3 separate regions of the Mus musculus genome follow, and all the other regions are linked to region 1. Evidence: chromatin contacts called from public ChIA-PET and HiChIP or PLAC-seq data. All regions are on one chromosome and are shown on one strand. The core of a region is the stretch at or near the end of the contact, and the rest is flanking DNA. Distances in the headings are between cores, read along the strand shown.

Region 1 (4,995 bases), core at 1,358-3,857:
CACAGGAAAACGTCTTGACTCTCCAGCCTAGCATTCTGAGTCTCCACAGTCAGACCCTGTGTCTGATCATCCACTCTTCCCCTAGACATCCTGAGGAAATGTGGGAACAGATGACACCCGGGCGCGACTCTCCATCCTACAAGATGACACTTAAGTCAGCCCATTTCCTGCCACCTTGTCAATATAACATGCCTGCTCCCGTGCCCAGTGTTTCCTCCTTCGCCTCTCAAAACCCAGCCTGTCTCCTACTTCTGTAATCAACCTGCTCCATCCAGCCCTGGCATTTCCTGAGTGTTGGGAATATCTTTCACCTACTTCTCTCACCAGCAAGTAACACATCTTCTTATAGTTTTCATTGTTCCTGTATGCTCTCATTCCACAAGCGTGTGGTGAGTGTGCCTTATGCCTCAGACTCCACGGAGGGCAGACACTGTACAATCCTCATGACACATAATGACAGCCTCAAACTTCTAAGTGCTCGGCACATGCCAGGTAAGTATTATCCAATAAGGTAAGTATTATCATTACCCTCACTTTACAGATGTGAACATTGCAGGTTAAACGGGTTAAATAATTTGCCCAAATCAACCTAACTAGGCAGTTAATTAACTTAGTAAGTGACAGATCTGGGGGACCTGTACCTCCCTGCTAATTGTGCCTTTACAGAGGAAGCCTTTAGTATATGTTTATGAATTAATGCAGTGTTGGCTACCAAAATGAGCAGAATGTGTGGCCTCCCATAGATATCCATACCCCAATCCTAGGAACCTGTAGACACAGGAGATTAAATTTTGAAGAGGCATTAGGGATGCAATTGACTCTAGGTTTGCTAATCAGGGCACCTTAAAATAGGGAAATTATCCTTCGCGTCGATACCTAGATGGGCCCAATGAGATCATATGGGTCCCTAAAAGAGGATGAGGGAATTGAAGATAGCTCTCAAGACGATTCGATTTATGGATTTGAGATGTCATTGCTGATTCTCCAGAGGGAGGAAGGTGCCCCTTGGAAGACGAAGAAATGAATTTGGCCTGAAGTCTCACACAATAAGACAGACCATGTCAGATTTCTAACCTACAGAAATGTACGATGATAGACTTGGTTATCATAAGTACAAATTTGATATTTGTACTGATCTTTTATGAAGGCAGCTGACCCGAGGCAGACTGGTTCCAGATCCCCAGCCAAATCCAAACTATCCCCAAGAACTGGCATTGACTGACCCGGTGAAAACTGAGTAAGCCATTCTTTTTAGAACACGAATAACTGACCCTACCTCCACAGCAGTTCTTTGTAGGCAGAGATTATGCCACACACAGTATAGCCTGATTTCTGGGCTGTGCCTTTCCTATTCAGTCCCCACAACTGTTCTGAAAATGACTTTACCAAGAACGATGTGAAACTGAGAGTCATGTGTTAATGGCAAAATTTCCTCAGGAAGATTATGATGACAATCAAAACATGTATGGTATCCTTTTAAAATATCATTACTCCTGTTTTTATTCCAAAGCACTTCCCATGTATTATGTTAGGTGTCTACGCCAGGCCTTAAGTGTGCCTAAGTGGCAGTGTCAAGTGCACACCATGGCTTTTGGATTGCAGTTTTTGAATTGATTCCAAGAATTTTATTCGTAAAATTCCCAAATAGCACTGTAAGGGGGAGAAAGCATTCTTCTGAAATGGGGGAAAGCTGCCAGGTAAGTATTGTAGTAAGAGATATGGAGCAGGTATGTGACTGTGACTGTGCTCAGCTCCACGACCCTACTTGCTGAGCCCACACTGACCTAGTGGTATTTAAGTATGTGTGGGCTGTAACAGATTGGCGAGGCTGATGCTGGCATTCACATCCTATTTCCTATTGCTTATTCAGCTGCCTTTGCTGGATATCAGTAATCACCAAGACCCTTTCCTCTCTGCCCCTTCATTCTCAAATGAATGGAGGACACATTGCTCTCAGCTAGTGCCATTTGTAGTTTATGTCCTATAGTCATGCAAACAAAAATAGCATATATATATATACATTTGTATGTATACATGTGTGTGTATTTGTACATATACATATGTATGTATATGTGTATGTATACATATGTGTGTGTATGTATGTCTGTTTGTGTGTGTGTGTATATATATGTATATATATATATATATATATATATATACATTCATTAACATCTTTAGGAAGTAACTTTCTCATGTATAGAATGGCAACATTAAAAGGTTTTGTTTGAAGCCTTTAAACAAAGGTGGTGGCGCACGCCTTTAATCCCAGCACTTGGGAGGCAGAGGCAGGCGGATTTCTGAGTTCCAGCCAGCCTGGTCTACAAAGTGAGTTCCAGGACAGCCAGGGCTATACAGAGAAACCCTGTCTCGAAAAACCAAAAAAAAAAAAAAAAAAGGTTTTGTTTGTTTGTGTTTTGCTTTTGCTGGCCTCTGTGCTGTTAAGGATGGCCTTGAACTCCTGATCACCCCCTGCGCTGAGAGGACTCGAGATTTTATGTGGTACTGAGGCCCATACACAAAGCACAGTGCTTGCTAGGAAGGCAGTCTACCAAATGAACTATGTGCCCAGCCCCTGCTTACTTCTCTACAGGTGACGTTTATATAGTGACGTGTGTGTTCCAGCAATAGAGTCAATAGCACAAACAAGCACCTCCTCTTGTGAAGTTACGTACGAGCTTCTGGGAGCCTTTCAGAAAAAGTGAAACAACTTTGCCCAAGGTCACATATTTGACGAAGGGCAGCCAGTTTGGGACAGCTCACTGTATCTGGAAGGCCGTGTACTTTCCACCCTGCCGCGCTATCTCGGGTTTGTTCCCGATTCCTTCAGAGCCACCTGTTCCCATCCTCATGCCACCCACGAGAAGATAAAACAGAACTGACTCCCCAGGAACTCCAGAGAAAACAAGAACGCGGGGGGGGGGGCTGGGAAAAGCACGGGCTCCCTGGAGTACTGGGTCCCCCCGTGGGGGTGGGAGGGGGGGTGGGGAGAAGCCGTTGCTCCGCTGCACCTTCTTGGCTTCTCTGCACCCGGGCGCCGCCGGAGCCGGTGGCCAGAGCGATGCTAACCGCAGGCAGGTGCGCTCAGCCCCGCAGTGCGCGTGCGCACAGCCCGGCAGGACGCGCCCGCAGCCCCGCCCTTCGCTGCCGGGTGGAATCCCTCCCAGCTGGGCAGGAAAGCAGTTGTTTGCTTCCTGGTGGAGCGTTCCACTTGAAACGCTTCCACGAGGGCTGTTCTCGCCTCCGACTCCGGGAAGAACTGTAATTAACACAGCAACAAACGCCCACGACGCTAACTGGCAAAGGGAGTGTAACACGAGCCCCGCTGCTCCAACCGAATTGGGCCAATTGCTTGCCTTCCCTCCCTGCCTCCCGATTTGGTCTGTTTTGGTTCCGCACTCATCCAACTGGAGCGTTTCTTAAAACATGTCAGGGGCTGGTGTTTGTGTTTGGAGTCGAACAGTTTCGCAGCCGTCGCTGGAGACGGTGCTCGGCAGGCTGCTGGGCTGGGGACTCGCTTTCAGCTAGTAGCGCGAATGTCAGGTAGAAAAGTTCAGAGAGAGGCTAGAAGGATGCGAGGGAGGAGGGAGACAGCGGGGCCTCGCCCGCCTTCAGTTGTCTGTAGTCGGTCTGTTGTCTTCACCTTAGCAAGACAAGTAGAACCGGTCTGTCTGCTCTCCAACCGGAGAGGGTGGGGCATCCCAACGCACCTGGCGGCAGCTGCGTCCCTGAGATCAAGCTTGGGGCGACTGAAGAAGGGACGGGGCGGGCTCCCGGGGGTGGGGTGGGGGGAGTATGTGCACACAGTACTTGGGTCTGCAGGCGTGCCCAGCAGGCGTTGCGGTGGCCAGGGTTCAGGGATTGTTTTGGTTCTTTGATCTGTGTGTAAGTTGTGATGCTTTGGTTATATTTAACCTTGCATCTGCCGTGTACGGTCCACTGCCCAGCAGCTTCTTGAGAACTGGTTTTGGATAGAATCTCCAGGCTTGCTATAGAACTCTTTTCTGCCTTCAAACTCTTAACAAGACTCTTTGATCAGCGACCTCCCCTGTCGGCTCACTTGGTTCAACGGTTGCCCGGAAGGCATCTGGAGGTGGGGCGCAGTTGGTAGTGTGCCTAGCAGGCATGAAGTCCTGAACTGAGGATTCCCCACCACATCATAGACCTGGTGTAATAACCTAGCCACTTCCCTAATCCCAGCACACCAAACTTGGGGGGCTGGAGGACCCTGAATTCAAGGTGTTTGCCGACAAAATGAGTGAAACCAGTCTGGCTTTTGAAAGACCCCATCAAAAACAAAAGAACAAATAACATTGTACAAAGGGAGATTGCTTTGAGAAATACTGCAGCCTTGTTAAATGTCTGCATCTGTGTGATGTTTAGAAGTAGCTCTCTGGTAACAGACAATGGAGAGAGAGAGAGAGAGAGAGAGAGAGAGAGAGAGAGAGAGAGAGAAGCTTGCTATGCAATCTAGTAGTAAGCACTTGGAGGATAGATGTGGAGTCAAAGCCCAAACAAGAAAGATAAGCATGAGGTAATAGGACAAGTTACCCAAGGCCAAAATGAAGATCAGAAGAACAGCTTAAATGGCAGGTGTTACACATTTAGTGATGTGTTTATAAAGAGATAAAGAAAGGAGGGGGTATGTTTTATGGAGGTATTAGGGGAAGGGGGTGCCTGGGCAGGCCCATGATGAGGCATCCCTTCCCCCTGAGGGACCAGCCACAGGTCGGTGGTGTGGGGAGGGGAGTCAAGAGGGTAGTAGAGGCAGAGAAAGTCAGAGAGGGAGAGAGAGAGAGAGAGAGAGAGAGAGAGAGAGAGAGAGAGAGAGAGAGAGAGAAAGAAGAAGAAGAAGAAGAAGAAGAAGAAGAAGAAGAAGAAGAAGAAGAAGAAGGAGAAGGAGGAGGAGGAGGAGGAGGAAGAGGAGGAGGAAGAAGAGGAAGAGAAGTAGAAGCAGGCCTTGAGCACATGGAGAGAGAGGGGAGAAGGGGATGGGGA
Region 2 (4,995 bases), core at 850-3,349, 470 kb after region 1:
CTAATATTCTAATGTGCCCTATTTTAGTACGCCATTGCTTTTGCTTCAACAGTCAATATAATCAATATAGTGAAGAAATCCCCAACTGGTATCTTAGATTATTTGCCAAAGAGTCTTGATCATATGGGCACTCTTAAACAGTCTGCAGATTGCACTGGGAATCATTGATTGAGTGGCTTCCTGTTTTGATTAATGAATAAATTCATTTTCTTCAAGAGAAATAAAAATCTTCCATTACACTTTACAGTTATGTTTATGAAGTTGTTTCACGCATACTCAACAGAAATAGTTTAATGTGGAAGCTGCATTGTTGTCATCATTGATTGATAGCAGAGTGTCTTTTTAAAATGATGTTTATGGTGATAAATACCAATTCTAATGGGGTGATGGAATAGCTATTTTTTTTTCATTTTCTCTAGTGCTTTTCAGTTTAAAGTTTAATATATCATGAATCTCAAAATTTCTTCTCCTTGACAATTGAGGAGCTGAAACTATTACTTATGAGCTTAAAGGTTATGGATACATAATATCATTCATAAAGTTCTACTCCAGTATCTAATGGCTGCTTATTTATGCTCAGAAAAGAAATATTAGCACCAATAATAACATATTTGAGAGTAGGCAAAATAAATTAGCCTTACTGGTTGAAGTTCAGGGTAATTTGTCACTAGTAATCTCTTGAGGCAAACCCAAACTTCCTTGCTACAAATTATATACATCTTGTGCATAGGAAAAGTAACTTGCCTTCACAACCATTTCTTCTTATTAATTCATTTAATAACCACTCAAGAGTGCCTGCCCAGCCATTATATTATGAAGACAGACTAGGGTATCACATGGTAGGTGGGCCTTATTTAGTTGGAGGCCTACAAAGTTCTACAGATGCTTTCAAAAGCAGGAGAGATTTAATTTGATAGTTGGAGATGAGCTGGTTGGATCAATGACTTGGTGAAGAGTTAAAGCATTCAGGACTATGTGTTCTGAGGCCGCTCCCTGCACTAAATGGGAATGTTGAAAATGACAAGATTGGAATAGAAAGGTTTTGGAAGTCAGGCTAACCTTTTATTAAATTTGTATTTTTTTGTGGTGGAGATCCAATACAGACCCTTAGCCTTGTCTATGCTAAGCAACCACAGATCTACAGCTTCTTTGTACTAATAAATTTTTCTTTTACTCTAAGGACAATGGAAGCATTAGATAATCATTATCAATGAACCATAGACAGAGACAGGAGTCTAATATTGGGGCTCAGGAGTAATTTTATCAAAGAATTTTCATTCTTGAGTGGACTACAAGGCTCAGTAGGAAATTGTCTTTTCTGCTAAGCTTGTGACTTGAGGTCCACCCCCAGAACCACATAGTAGAAGAATAGGTCTGCAGGTTGCACAGTAAGGCATGTTTATACCACGTCCACAATCATTGAGTGCATGTGAAAATGAAGTATTTTCACTTGGCTTGGTAGCACACATCTTTAAAAGCTTGGGAGGCAGAGGAATCTAGATGGGTCTCTGAGTTCTGGGCCAGGCATGGATTACAAAATGAGAGACTCTGACAAAAGAAAAATTCAACCAAGTATTTGTTTTAGACTTTAAAAGTATATTAAATGATGTGTCATTAAGAATAGGAACAGAGTTGTAAAGAAACTAAAATAAATTGGAAACACAGTAGTTATGTAACATGTAACATTTGGAACCCTTAGTAAACAAGGCTAGCCTAGAGAGTGGAGACTGAGGGCAAGCGCTTTAAACATTCCTAACAACTCTTCAGTTTTCTGGCATCTTTATAACTAGATAGTGGTTTCTTCAAGCATACTGAGAAGATGGGCAGCAGTGGAAGTTTCATCATGTACGTCAAGTACATTACGAATATAGATAAAAGTAGCATGCAAATAACAAGATTCTGTTGATTTCCTTAGAAACGTGCCAGGACTTTGCTTGAGAACGCATCTGAAACCACCGAAAGGTTTTAGGGAACTCCCAAACTAGACCTCCTCGTGGCTTGTCAGCGCATTCCCTCCGCACCGCTAGGGGGCGAGAGTCCGAAAGCCTGCCTACCCACGCAGCCGGGCCGCTCTTGGCGACGCGGTCTCGGTGACGACACTTCCGTCGGGCTTGCCGGGAGTCGCGCGCTGCTGCATCCACGGAGGCGGTGGGCTCGGGCAGTCATGGAGCACTCGGGAACCAGCGAAGGTGGGTGTGGGTTAGGCGGGCCAGCCGGGGTGGAGGGCCGTGCTGGGCACTGGAGCGCCGGGCTGACGGCCGGTCTGTCCTTTGTTTCTTGCTCCAGTGACAGGCGCAGACACGGCGGGACCCGACCCTCAGCTGGCGGTCACCATGGGCTTCACAGGATTCGGTGAGTGACTGCCCGGGGCAGAGCCCAGCCCGACTTCGCCCGGGGCTTGCGAGTAAAGGGTAGGAGAGCTGCCACTTTTGACCGGCGCCTTCCGCCGTGCCAAATCCGAATCGGTCCCATTTAAACTGTTGAGACCAGTTCAGGTGACAGTTGGAAACCTTGACGGAAAGGGATTACTATGGTGACCCAGTCTGAGAAAGACATTTAGTGGCGACCATTAAATAACATTTTGGTGGATATAGCGTTTCTTCCTCTTCAGTCTTAATGTATACCCTGGTCTTGTCACATTATTAGGTGATTTAAAAGAAAAAACAGTCTCAAAAGACATAATCATCTGTTAATAGTATCAGTGCTAGAAAAATCAAATGGAAATTGACCTGTAATTTGTTTTGGGAACAAATGTCTCTCTGATGTACCTAGTTCTCATTCATTCATTGTTTCATTTATTCATCTACTTAGCTTCTTCTAGGTAATTAGTCGATAAAAGGGTAGTTACAGTATTTACTTTTTTTCTTTCTTTTCTCCCTTCTTTTCTTCTTTTTCCTTCCCTCTTCCACCTCCTCTTTTCCTCTTCTTCCTATTCATTCTCCTCTTTTGTTTGTTTGTTTGTTTTTTGTTTTTTTCTAGACAGGTTTTGTGTGTGTGTGTGTGTGTGTGTGTGTGTTTGTGTAACAGTCCTGGCTGTCCTGGATATCACCCTGTAGACCAGGCTGGCATCGAACCCGTAAAGATCTGCTTGCTTCGGTCTCCCGGTTGCCTGGATTAAAGGCTTGAGCTACCACCACCCGGTGGATTTATTTTTTTAAAAGATAAATGTATATATAGTTATATTTCTGAGCGGTTGTTTTGCCTCTATGTCTGTGCACCATTTGCCTGCAGTACCTATGGGGGCCAGAAGAGGTCACTGGGTCCCATGGAACTAGAGTTACAGATGGTTGTGAGCCACCTTGTGGGCCCTGGGAACTAAACATGTCCTTTGCAAGAGCAACAAGTGTTCTTAACTTGTGAATCATCTCTCCAACTCCTGTTTTTGACTTCAGAAAATTAGGAGAATCACGAAGAAAAGGAAGTCAAATCTGTTTTTTTTTTTTTTTAGATCTCCTGGTGCATATTAAAATTTAATATCATATTTATGAGTAAACATTGCTTTTTAAGACAGTATTTTGCGATTTTCATGTATTATATTCTTCCAAAACATGATTTTTTTTTTGAGACAGGGTTTCTCTGTATAGCCCTGGCCGTCTTGGAACTCACTTTGTAGACTAGGCTGGCCTCGAACTCAGAAATCCTCCTGTCTCTGCCTCCCAAGTGCTGGGATTAAAGGCATGCGCCACCATGCCCGGCCTCCAAAACATGATTTAATTTTTGGTAGTAGGAGGACTCAACAGGGCTTCCTGCATGCTAACTACCTGTCCCATTACTAAGCTGCACTGTTAGAACTTGATTTATTTTAGTGTCCAGAGATCTTGTATCACTTAAATTTTATTTTTTGTTTGTTGAGAGAGTTATTAAAAACTTTAATAACTTGATACAAGAATCTAATTGAGTGGCTGAGGCAGGTTTCAAGTTTGAAGCTAGCCTGGACTATGTAGTTAGACTGTCTTTACTTATTTTTTGTTATTTATTTTTATTTCTTAGTTAAAACAGGACCTGACACAGCTCAGGCTTGCCTTAGACTTTGTATGTAAGCTGAGGATGACCGTGTGCTTCTGACCCTTTTTCCTCTTAGCTCCTTGGTTCTGGGATTTTACCGTGTAGTATGCACCTGGTTAGATACTGTCTTTTTGTTGCTATTTAGAAAAAAACTAAAAAATTGGAAAACAAACAAAAACCCATGGATACCTTATTCAAGAGTAGGAGGGATGGATAGTCTGTGATTATGTTAGTAGGTGGAATTTTTTTCTTTTTTTTAGCTCTCATGTATATTTATCATAGCTCATTAATAGACCAATTAAAAGATAACCTTATTTGTTTGTTTGTTTTGTTTTGCTTGAGACAGGGTTTCTCTGTGTAGCCCTGGCTGTCCTGGAAGTGCTCTGTAGACCAGGCTGGCCTGGAACTCAAGTGCTCTGGGATCAAAGTGTGCCACCACACCACCACCTGGCTTTCATACTGTGTGTTTAAGATATTTTGTAATATTTTGTTTCTTCTTTGATAGTTTCATTCATATCTACAGTGTATCTTGATCATCTGGCCACTCCTCTTGGAACTCTTCCCTCTTGCTCTCTTCAGACTCCTCTTATACTCTGCATTCAGGTAGTGCTGCCTGCATTTATGTGGGCTCTCTACCTCTGACCATATCCCTGGAGAGAAATGTTTCCCCTCCTCCAGCTTCCCTAGTTGTGAATAGGTCCTCAATTGGGGGGTGGAGCCTTATGAGCCCCTTCCCTGTCCATGTTGCAGTTATCAACTGCCTCTTTCTCTGTGGGTCTTGTGAAGGTAGTTGTAGCTCATGTGAGTCCAGAGAGCATGTCCATGTCACAGCTAGAGGACAGATGTCCTGTCCCTTCTCCCCTGGCCCTGATTTTCTTCCTACACCCTCTTCTATGTATTCTGTAAACACCACAGGGGTTGGTCCAGATGCCTCTTAGGACAGAGCATCCAGCAGCCCCTTATCAAAGTGCTTTGACAGTCATGAATCTC
Region 3 (4,995 bases), core at 794-3,293, 400 kb after region 1:
GGAGCTGGAGTTACAGTTGTGAGCTGCCATGTGGGTTCTGGGAATTGAACCCACGTCTTCTCGAAGAACAGCCAGTTCTCATAACTGCTGAGCCATCTTCTTCAGCCCCAACAACTCTCTTTTTAAAAGGTAAGAAATTGCATTCTGTATTTCATCCACATCCTGAACAGAGGCAAAATGTATTTGCTTTCTTAATACGCTACTTCTCAGACAGTGGCCATAAACATAGTTTCATATGATCTGCATTTCTCAGTGTAGCTGACTATATTTTAGTAAAGAACGGCAAATTCCCTAGCCTCCTGCTCTGCCGATTCCCTTGACGTTAAGGTAGACTGTGGGATTACTCTGGCCAAGAGAGTACAATGGAAGGGACACTATGAATTTCCAAGGCTAAATCACAAAAGGGGAGAAAAATCCCTGGAGTAACCATTTATGAAACTCCTCTCACCAAGTAAAGCAAACGACCGTCAGCCCACACAGCTGTGAGCAAGTCCAAACTAGCTCACCTGAAGAAGCCTCCACAGTCCTGTTGCTACTGCACATGAAGTTGCAGCTACTCCAGAGGCTGAGGCAGGAAGACCAAATTCAAGGCTTCTCTGCCCAGACCTGAATTTATGGCCAGCCCGACCCTGCCTCAAAATGAAAAGAGCTGCCATACCACTGTTTTGGCACGTGAGGTGGGGGGGGGACATTTTTTTCAACTCAGGTTCTTCCCAAATGATTCTGGTTTGTGATAAATGGACATGAAACTAACCAACCAGTGTCAGCGAAGAATCAGAAGCTCAGGTGTTCCAAATGAAGGATGATTTAACCACACAAGGCGGCCAAATGAAGCATTTTATTCTGCATCAAAAAACAAAACAAAAATGCTATATTATTCAATGCCAAGTTTCCTAAATTTGATGACTACTCATGTAAAATAGCATTACCAGAAATATGCATTATTCTGAGTATGACAAGTGAATATAAGACTATTTAATATACGCAATCATCTTCAAATCAAAAGCTATTTCTAGGTAGTTTAATAATTCCTAAATACTATACATATGCACATGTAAAGAGAAAAATAAGGTACAGCAAAACATAAGGAACTGGTTAATCTAAAATACATATTTAATTACATTATGCAACTTTAAATGCAAAATTGATAAAAGGCAACAGGAGAAAACCCAGCACGACTGAGTTAATCATCGTTAGATTCTACTGGTGACAGCAACTTGTTAGTTTTGGTTTTGAGGGATTAATTGTATTATGTTTTTTGTCTAATGAGTCCTTCTAGATGTGAAAGACACTTAAAGATTTATGCAAAGGATTTGTTTGGGAAAAGATAGACATATTTTTTTTTTCAAGTAAAGCATAAAAGATAGAAAGACAGCAAACCCACTTCAAGATTTCAGTACGGTGCGCTACAGAATCACGTACAACCTCCCGTCACTTAGAATTCTAACAATCACCTCTCTCCTGGGATGCAGCAAACACCATTTTCTGACGCATACTGCAAAGCCTCTCAAAACACTGATGCTACTGGATAGACCAAGCACTACACAACAGACACTGCAGATGGAAGAACTGATTTTTAAAAAAAATCCGCTCCATGGCGCAAAAATATATGTATGACAGGAGTAATCTGCCCAGTCTACGGGAACCGGGGAAAGGTACCTTTATTTCAAACAAATCGGAGCATACAATTTCAAGAAAATCGCTGACGTCCCGGGCGGGGTTTGTGCTACGGAGGATGCTAGGAACCCGCGTCCATCCCTCACTGCTCTGCCGTCCGCTGGGGTCTCCTCAGAGGTTTCCTCGTGGCTGTGGCCGCAGAGTCCTGCCCGGAGGTCCCCTGTGGAGGTGTGAGGGGCCACGGCGGGGAGGGGACGCCTGCGACCCAAAGAAGGACCTGGGCGGGACGGCGGGCGGCCGCGAGGAAAACGGAAGTCCCCACAGCTAGCCCGGAGACCCTGGGAGGCGGGGGGCACGGGGACCGAGCCCCTGGGGAAGGTCCCAAGGCCGCCACCTCCCACCGAGGACCGCAGAGGCTGCGAAGCCGCTGAGCCCTGGAGGAGGCCGCGCCCGCCACCCCAGAGCCGTGTCCAGGCGACGCGTGGGCGGGGCCGCCCCACTGCGCATGCTCCATGCCGCTCCGTGGGCGGGCACCTGACGGATCCCCGCCCGCCCCGCCTCCTCGGCGTAGCCAGCTTTGCGCCGGGGTTCTGGGAGAGCGCTGCAAGCCTGCCAGAGTGGGTTACCTCCACCGAGTCTGTCCTGCCCTCCTGCTCTCTCCTCAGCTCGGTAGTCCTTTCTCTCTCCATCCATCCCTGGCTTCCCCTCGTGCAAGACTTTTGAGTTTCCGAGCTCTCCGTGGAGCTTGGCATGAGAATGCCTTAAGAACCAACATTTAGATCTGCGCTGTTAAGAGCAGTTGTTGCCTTTGTGGAGGACCCGATTTCAGAGTCCCAGCACCTACGACATAACCCTGAGTAACTCCAGTTCCAGGGCATCTGACACTCTTTTGTGGCTTCTGTGGGCACCAGCTACAAAGGTGGTGCACATACATACACGTAGGCAAAACACTCATAAAATAACAAGTTAAAAAACAACAACAACGGGCTGGTGAGATGGCTCAGCGGTTAAGAGCACCGACTGCTCTTCCAAAGGTCCTGAGTTCAAATCCCTGCAACCACATGGTAGCTCACAACCATCCATAACAAAAATCTGATGCTCTCTTCTGGAGTGTCTGAAGACAACAGTGCACACACATATAATAGATAAATAAACAAACAAACAAACAAAAACCAACAACAACAACAACAAAAACTTGCCGGGCAGTGGTGGCACGCCTTTAATCCCAGCACTTGGGAGGCAGAGGCAGGCGGATTTCTGAGTTCGAGGCCAGCCTGGTCTACAGAGTGAGTTCCAGGACAGCCAGGGCTACACAGAGAAACCCTGTCTCAAAAAACCAAAAAAAAAAAAAAAAAGTCTCTAGCCAAAACTTCAGCTAAAATTAGACAATAAATCGTGTTGGTCATGGAATTCTTCACATGTCATGAAGGATTTATCACAATTGGTTATCGATCAAATTAACTCATAAAAAGAATACTCGTCTTTTACCTGCTCAAACAAGGAGCAAAAGTTCAACCTTAACTCATCTGTGCACTTTGCACAATCCACACAGGTATCTTACAGTACTAAACTGTTGGTTGTAAGATTCACGTATTGCTGAATGTGCAGCTCTGACAAGGTTCATCCGCATGGACGCTGAAATGAGCTGCTGCTCCAGCCCCCTCCCTTCTGATGCTGTCTCCAGAGACTTGCTTCTAGAGCAGCTTCAGGAATAGCCCCAGGTTCCAGACGGATTAGGTTCATCCAGCCTTTCAGACAGCTCCAGTCAGAACCTGTCAAGCCCTGAGCCTTCTACGTATACAACGACTGGGTAACAGATGCTAGTGCTAGCTTTCTTAAGCCTAACCACTTCTTCCACTTTCCCTCCTCCTCCCACCCCTTAAAAATATTTGTCAACCCAATTCAGCAGGAGGAAGTTGTGGACAGTTGCTATCCCTATCTCTCGATTATGGTTATTTCATAAATTATAGGTAGGCTATCATTTTAAGGGATAATTTGGAAATGGTCATAATTTTGAATAGGGAGGAAACTAAATAGAGGGCTTAGGCTTGGAGCTTTCTGTCTTTCCTCTCCTCTCCTCTCTCCTTTCCTTCCGAGGTAAAAGGAAGGAGGTTAAAGGGAAAGAGAGGATAGAGTGATAGTATAGAAAGTTAGATATATGGGATGGATTACTAAAATTATTCTTAAACAAAGCATTGCATAGCCATAATCTAACATTGGTAGAAATCTTTGTATTTGATGCAAACTTGAAGTTATAATTCCTTATATTGGTACAGAATTTATAAATTGATATAGGTTTAAGGTTTCCATCCGTATAAATCTTTGAATATTGTTACAAAACTTGAAATTAATATTGTTACACTTAGGCATTGTGCCTATGCAACTCACTTAAGAATATAAAGCTTTGCCCGGCGTGGTGGTGCACGCCTTTAATCCCAGCACTCGGGAGGCAGAGGCAGGCAGATTTCTGAGTTTGAGGCCAGCCTGGTCTACAAAGTGAGTTCTAGGACAGCCAGGGCTACACAGAGAAACCCTGTCTCAAAAAAAACAAAACGAGAATATAAAGCTTTGACCTGATCCTTCTATAGCTGCTATTACACACGGTCTAGGATAATTAAGTAATGCAAGGTAAGGGCCAGATGCCAGACAGTAAACTCATAGTCATATTCGATTCTGATTTAATTATAATTAGGTGCTTTCATTTTTATTCAGCTAGAAATACCTAAGAGCAGTAGTTTAACAGTTCAGATATACTAGTCTTCAAAAGCATCAGAAATTCACAGATTATGACATTTAAAATAATTGCATTATTAATAGATTTTTGACTACGAGACATGTCTGCTGTTGACAGTACCCTCACCCTTCACGGTACAAAGAAGATACTGAGCATCACAACCTCCATAGAGAGTTGCTCCAGTTGTGGCAAAGTAGCCACTGGGCCAGAATTGCCCTAGTTCATCTGCAGGCAAAAAATACTGTCCAGGAAAGGACACATGATATGGGATAGTTGACAGCTTAGCTCTGTCAAGACAGAGTAATTCCTGCTTCTCTTAAGGTCTGTCAAATGGTTCTGGGCCAGGGCTGAAGACATGTACATTTCTGGGTTAAAAATTTTGAGATGCATGGGTGGCCCCATCCTTCAACTGGGGGCAGTGCCTAACTACTGGGGGTGATCTCTACAGGTTGTATCTCCCCTTTTGTTGGATATTTCAGCTAAAGTCATCACCACTGGGTCCTAGGAGCCTCTCTCTTCCTTAGCATCTATGACTTTCTAGTGGCTACCTCCAGCTCCCTATTCCCCACTGCTATGTTTCTATTCAGTTTCCTGACACTCTGTACTTCTCCCCAGAACCTGCCAATGCTTGATCCTGCCCCTCC

What was found. ChIA-PET counts read pairs in DNA pulled down with a chosen protein or histone mark. HiChIP or PLAC-seq counts read pairs in DNA pulled down with a chosen protein or histone mark.
Region 2: a contact with region 1 is called in an H3K27ac HiChIP or PLAC-seq map of thymic regulatory T cells, with 4 times the contacts expected there. The contact joins the promoter of Wdr70 here to the enhancer-like site in region 1. A contact is called at or near these places in 4 of 39 promoter capture datasets (the C10 cell line, liver and pre-B cells), 4 of 484 Hi-C or Micro-C datasets (CD4 T cells, LSK cells, Sertoli cells and 1 more) and 3 of 115 datasets of contacts at active chromatin or transcription factors (the 230-238 cell line, the SCID.adh cell line and thymic regulatory T cells).
Region 3: an RNA polymerase II ChIA-PET map of memory CD8 T cells shows a contact between it and region 1, with 13 read pairs. The contact joins the promoter of Cplane1 here to the enhancer-like site in region 1. A contact is called at or near these places in 1 of 39 promoter capture datasets (the C10 cell line), 3 of 484 Hi-C or Micro-C datasets (myeloid progenitors, regulatory T cells and uterus) and 4 of 115 datasets of contacts at active chromatin or transcription factors (epiblast stem cells, memory CD8 T cells, microglia and 1 more).

Annotation. Positions count from the first base shown.
Region 1 is chr15:8,567,528-8,572,522 of GRCm38.p6, reverse strand. No RefSeq gene overlaps it. Among named protein-coding and RNA genes, the nearest start is that of Gm46508, 13 kb to the left of the region's middle. Within about 2 kb of position 2,607, at least 290 of the 459 cell types and tissues checked have an H3K27ac peak or open chromatin away from gene starts, as enhancers often do. A contact at or near this core is called in the 230-238 cell line, the SCID.adh cell line, Sertoli cells and 6 more, where this site is marked.
Region 2 is chr15:8,096,313-8,101,307 of GRCm38.p6, reverse strand. It overlaps Wdr70 (WD repeat domain 70), which reads left to right and starts at 2,099. Exons shown (of 18, transcript NM_001081402.1): 1 at 2,099-2,189; 2 at 2,287-2,352. The coding sequence starts at 2,165.
Region 3 is chr15:8,166,154-8,171,148 of GRCm38.p6, reverse strand. Cplane1 (ciliogenesis and planar polarity effector 1) reads right to left here and starts at 2,043. Exons shown (of 53, transcript NM_001162906.1): 1 at 1,660-2,043; 2 at 755-843.